Linked DNA regions of Zea mays: region 2 is linked to region 1. Evidence: chromatin contacts called from public Hi-C data. All regions are on one chromosome and are shown on one strand. The core of a region is the stretch at or near the end of the contact, and the rest is flanking DNA. Distances in the headings are between cores, read along the strand shown.

Region 1 (2,830 bases), core at 248-2,747:
AATACTCAACAGCATTGACTCTGTATTATTTCTGACTTTTTTTTTTCTGTTTTAACTACTATTTTTATTAGCAGAATATGAATACAATATCTATTGCCTCGATCCTCTGTAATAACTATATCATCTTTGTTTTCTTAAGTAAAGTTCTAGAATTTTATTAACCAGGTTTGAATTTAAGTGCTATTTGGTTAATAATAAGATTCTAAAAATAAGGCATAACCTAAACAGGGAATAAGTTGCACTCACGGCAGCGGGAAGAGGTGAACGACGATGGACACGCGTGAGCTATAGTGCTCGACGACCTTCTTGAGCGCCGGCCACGCGTCGCGGCTGTCGGGGCACACTGGGTCCAAGAACGCCTCTACCACCACCGTCTCGCCCCACGCCGGCGGCTTCCCGCCGTACACGAACCCGTCCGTCCTCGCCGGGATCGGGATCTGGGCGCGGCAGGCACAGCACCCGATGATCACCAGCAGCAGTGGCACAAGTGAGACGCGGCGGCGGCTGCTAGCCTCCATTTCAGCTAGCTAGCTTCTCTCTAAGCTATACGTGGCCCTCTTTCGTCAATTTATTATTCAACCAAAACACGGACACGGGAACAAACTAATTACTACTCGTTGGACACGGCCAGGGAGGAGAATATATACGATCGAATCTCCGGAGGCTAGAGCATCATCAGGCACAGAACGAGTGCCGCAGTTGCACTTGCACGGTAGACAATTCGCCGAAAGTGAAGTGGGTGCTGACGGCTACCTCTCAACGACTTCATGGGCGTCAGGGCGTGTGTATCCTGATTGATCCTGGGCCGGCCGGCACAGCTGATGACATCATAAGGACGTTAGGATGATGGAATATATAACGGTGAAATCCGAAATATACTACATACTCTCTCCGTTTCTTTTTAGTTGTCACTAGATAGTTCAATTTTGCACTATCCAGCGACAACTAAAACGAAACGGAGAGTCTATATTATGCATGAAATGAAATATCTAATTGTAGACTGCTGAAGTCTCCACGTACGTTAGTCGACTAGGGAAAAAAAGATAATTCCTAAAAAATCTCACAAAAATGAAAAATTTATGCTCATAAATTCAATAGCCTAATATCCCGTTCGGATGTCGATATTGAAGCTCAAAATTGAGAATTAGAATCAACTTTCCAAAATTCTGTTGTTTGGTTGCACACGGAATTGGAATATGGAATCAGAGGCTCAATTCCCTGAAATTGGACTATGGCCATGTTTGGCTCCGCTTCTCAACCAGCGCTTAGTGTGCCAAACATCCAGATTCTCCAACTGTGGAGCAAACCAGCGCGCAATTTTTCTTCGTAAAACCCGCGGGCAGCACAAGCGGGGGGGGGGGGGGGGGGGGGGGGGGGCACCCTGCTTTCCACCGCTTATGCGGTCCAAGTACCCCTAAAGTTCATACATATTTACCCACATTTTCCATAGTATAAAAAGGTCTGATTTCTCTCATCCCTCCCGCACCACGGCACCAGACCCTAGCCACGACTTTCCCCAAGCCTCAGCCCCTCTCCCCGCTCGTGTCTCCAAGCCGCAACGGCGCAGCTCCTCTTCTTGGACGCCGAAACCGGGCACCGTCGTAGCCCCTGTCTCCGCTCGTCTCCGGGACCCTGCTTGGCCCTCTCCGGCGAACCTCTGTGCCCCTGCTCCGCCGCCAGTTCGACGCCGCCTGCTCCAGATCGACGTTGTCGTCCTCCGTCCTTTGTCCGCCTGCTCCAGATCGACGACGCCTGCTCCAGATCAAATCCGGCCTCCGTCCTCTGTGCCCCTGCCCTGCCGCTCCCAGATCGACGCCCTACCGCTCCAGGTCGAGCTGCTGCTCCAGATCGACGCCCAACTGCTCCAGATCGAGCTGCTTGTCCCAGATCGACGCTAAGGTAATTAGTTCAGTGCTTTCTTTTGTGGTAATCTGAACATTGTGACTGGTAATTTTTTTGTCAAAGAAGTAGTTGCAATTTAGAAGGTTGGAAGTCTCCAATTTTTCTGTCACTGAACAGCCAAGAATAATTAGTTCAACCTATCATGCATAGATGGATAACATGCCAAAGAACAGGAAACCAAATGCTCAATGGGATCTCAGTGCTGCTAGAATTTTTAATGAGATATGTGTGGAATAAGTATTGACAAATAATAGACCACAAGGTTGTTTGAACAACAAAGGGTACGCCAATCTTGTAGCCAAGTTTAATGAATGGTCAGGCAGAAATTACACCCGTGTTCAAATGAAAACCCGTTGGGATGCACTGAAATCTGACTTTACAACATGGAAAACACTACTCCTTAGTGTGTCTGGGTTAGGAAGAGATCCAAGGATTGGTTCTATTACAGCTAGTGACGAATGGTGGGAAGAAAAGATAGAGGTATGCAACCTTGGCTTTGTTTCTATTGTATGAAATGGTTATGTTGCTTGTTATAACTATTAGAGTTGTTGTGTTTCAGGCCATGCCAGCATGCAAAAAGTTTAGGCTTGCAGCATTGGAGAATGAAGATCTTGAAATAATGTTTAATGGGGTGTCCTGCACTAATGCATATGCTATGGCTCCAGGGGCAAAAGAAGGATTGCCTGCCAATGATAGTGATGATGTGGAGGAGGTGTCTCCAAGTGTTGAGGACAAGCAAGCTAGAAAAAGAGGTGTTGATCACAAATCCCCAATTAAAAAATCAAAGAAGAATTTTAGAGATATGCAGTTCAAGCGTTTTGTGGATTCATTTGTGGAAAAAGCTAGTTCAAGCAAGTCTTCCGCAACATCTTCGCCTAATGATCATGTTAGGCAAGAGATAACAGAAATGATGGAATCAGTTATCTCA
Region 2 (2,830 bases), core at 133-2,632, 390 kb before region 1:
TTCTCGCACTGGTGCTGAATGCAGAATCAGTTAGTGGAGTATTCCAATACTAAACAGAACATGGTTTCTAACTCTCCAAAGAATTTAGATTGCCCTGGTAACTCATAGTAAAAACAGATAGAAGTTTGGGTGACATGGATCTTACAGCTTGAAAGCATGTATTATAATGCTTCCCCCAGAGCCGCCGCCACCCTTGAGACTGCCAACACCACCTTCAGCAAGCACCTGTCCATCAACATTCAGAAAGCCGGATGTCCTAAGCATGACACGGCCTCCACCGTACCCTCCAAACTGACCGGCGGACATGCTGCCACCCATGCTGCCATAGCTCCAAGGCCAATCCAATGTCGACCACGCGTACACATCACCTCCCCAGTTGGTGTCATTTGACACTTTACATGATGCACCCCTCCCACCATGTCCACCACCTGCCCCTTCCAGGCTGTGCGGCGTCCCACTCGTCTGAGGAGGAGGCTCACCGGCGAGTGCAGTGGTGTTGATGGTGGAGTGGTGATCCAACGACACATTGGCCGCGTACAGGCTTACCGACCCTGCAATCACCTCAACATGCTCACCAATCCTGACGCTCCCTGAGACATTGACGGTGATGTAGCACCCCCTGAAGGGGCAGATGATCTTGACATGGGGCCGAATCTCCACACTCCCGTCGCCATATACGCACAGATCACCGTCCAGCGAAGAGCTGGAACTTATGACGCAGGTGGTGTTGAACGACCCGGAGCCGTTCAATTCCTCGCAGGACCTCGAGTTCGCGGAGTATGTCTGGCACGGGAGCTCACTGCGAAGCCCCGCGGCATCCTCGCCGTCACCGCCGCCAAACTCAACAGGAACCAGCGCCAAGCGGTCATCGTACCACGTCTCCGATACCAACGTGAGCGCCGATACAGTGTGGTTCCCCCAAGCGCCAACCAACGAGGCGGCCGCGAGAAGGACCGCCCACCACGCGACGCACCTCATCGTCGCTGCCGCCGGTCACTCCGAACCATTGCTCTGCTCCACGAGCGCGGAAGCGAGCAGAGAAACCGGAACGCCCCGCTCGCTGGCAGCGTCCCCCGATTCAGCGCCGGAAGGAAACGGATCGTGCGGCGGCGGCGCACGCAACCGCCACGCCCGAGGAGAATGCGGCGGCGGGCGGATCGGCGCGGATCTCGGAAGCCAAGCGAGAGATCTCCAAAGCCTAGCGCCCGCGCGCGCACGGCGAGGGTGATGGATGATGGGCGAGTCACACAGTGGAGGGAGCGGAAGAGGAAGCGCAGTGTGCTTGCTGCCGCTGGCGAGGACTTGTGAGTGGCGAGGACAGAGAAAGTAGAGAGAGAAGGCGAAGAGACGCTCCAGCCTCTCCAGCAGGGGCGATTTGCCCCGGTGGAGCCCGCGGAGGCAGTGGCAGCTCCGCAGCTGCAGCAGCGGCCAGCGAGAGATGAGTCCACGGCACGCTGTGTTTCCTCTTCTGCTCCTCATCCCTATCTTCCATTTTGACTGCCGTGACCTTGAGCCCGTGACCGTGAGCGAGAATTTATTTTCTTCCTTCCCGCGAGAAAAATAAAATTGGCCGCGGTGGGGTCTCCGTCGCGATCCCGGGTACGGGTGAGCTCGGCGGGCGTGGCCGTGGCGTGTGGTTCTAGACTACGGGCTGCATCGCTGGAGAGTGGTCGGGAGCTTTCTTTTAGTTTTGATTATCTTTTCCAGATAAGTCAAAATATCAATCTTAAAACAATGCAACCGGCTACCGGCTACGACTGGGACACAGATCTCTTATATCCTAAAGCCTGTTTGTTTCGGCTTCTGGCAGCTTCTGGCCACCAAAAACTGTTGTGGACTGTCAAACGCTCAACTTTTTAGCCAGCTTCTATAAAATTCGTTGGAACAAAAACCATCCAAAATCAATATAAACATATAATCGGTTTAGTCGTTGTAATAGTAGGAATCCGTCATTTTCTAGATCCTGATCCCTATGAACAACTTTATCTTCCTTCACACATAATCGTAATGATACTCAGATTCTCCCCACAGCCAGATTTTCAGAAAAGCTGGTCAGAAAAAAGTTGAACCAAACATGCCCGTAGTCCCCTATTTCGTATTGGATTTTATGATGTTTTTTGTGGGTAAAATATATTTGTGATATATATGATTGTGTTGTTTGAGTCGTTGTTTGTTTGTGTCTAGGACTATATAAACTAGCTTATAGATTATATAAGATCAGCTTATGAATTATCATAATTTAGACATCTAGATTTGTGTTGTTCGTTTACCGTTTAACTTATTTAAGCTGGATTATATAATATAGAGGGTAAACAAACAAGGTCTGAGCCCTAAACTTTTGATTGGTGGGGTTGTTCGTTTTGGATAAAAGTCAGTTGTTCGGACTGATACAGTTGTGATTCATAAAGACAAAAACATTGTAGAAACAGTAGAAGCCAGTACGGATTAAAGCCAAGCGAACAGGCTCGGTGCGACGACTCGACCAGATTTATAAGAGATCAAGTATGAAAACCACCCGGCTGGCAGTGATTTAGCACACTTGAGCCCATATATAACTGAGAGCACCTAGAGGGGGGTGAATAGGTGATCCTGTAAAACTTGAACTTAATGCCACAAAAACTTGGTTAAGCGTTAGCACAGTATTGCCAAGTGGCTAGAGAAGAGTCTTAGCGAAACACAATAACCACAAGAGAATCAACACAGGTAGACACAGTGGTTTATCCCGTGGTTCGGCCAAGTACAACACTTGCCTACTTCCACGTTGTGGCGTCCCAACGGTCGAGGGTTGCAATCAACCCCTCTCAAGCGGTCCAAAGACCCACTTGAATAC

Evidence for each region. A called contact is a pair of places that touch in the nucleus more often than the background predicts.
Region 2: a Hi-C map of leaf shows a contact between it and region 1, with 7 times the contacts expected there. The contact joins the promoter of LOC103641500 here to the promoter of LOC100383578 in region 1. A contact is called at or near these places in 3 of 25 Hi-C or Micro-C datasets (ear, endosperm and leaf).

The regions. Positions count from the first base shown.
Region 1 is chr10:101,519,198-101,522,027 of Zm-B73-REFERENCE-NAM-5.0, reverse strand. It overlaps LOC100383578, which reads left to right and starts at 1,497. Exons shown (of 3, transcript NM_001357163.1): 1 at 1,497-1,899; 2 at 2,053-2,382; 3 at 2,462-2,830. The coding sequence starts at 2,245. LOC113604965 reads right to left here and starts at 726. Exons shown (of 5, transcript NM_001158198.2): 1 at 247-726. The coding sequence starts at 518.
Region 2 is chr10:101,908,916-101,911,745 of Zm-B73-REFERENCE-NAM-5.0, reverse strand. LOC103641500 reads right to left here and starts at 1,382. Exons shown (of 22, transcript NM_001365042.1): 1 at 146-1,382. The coding sequence starts at 978.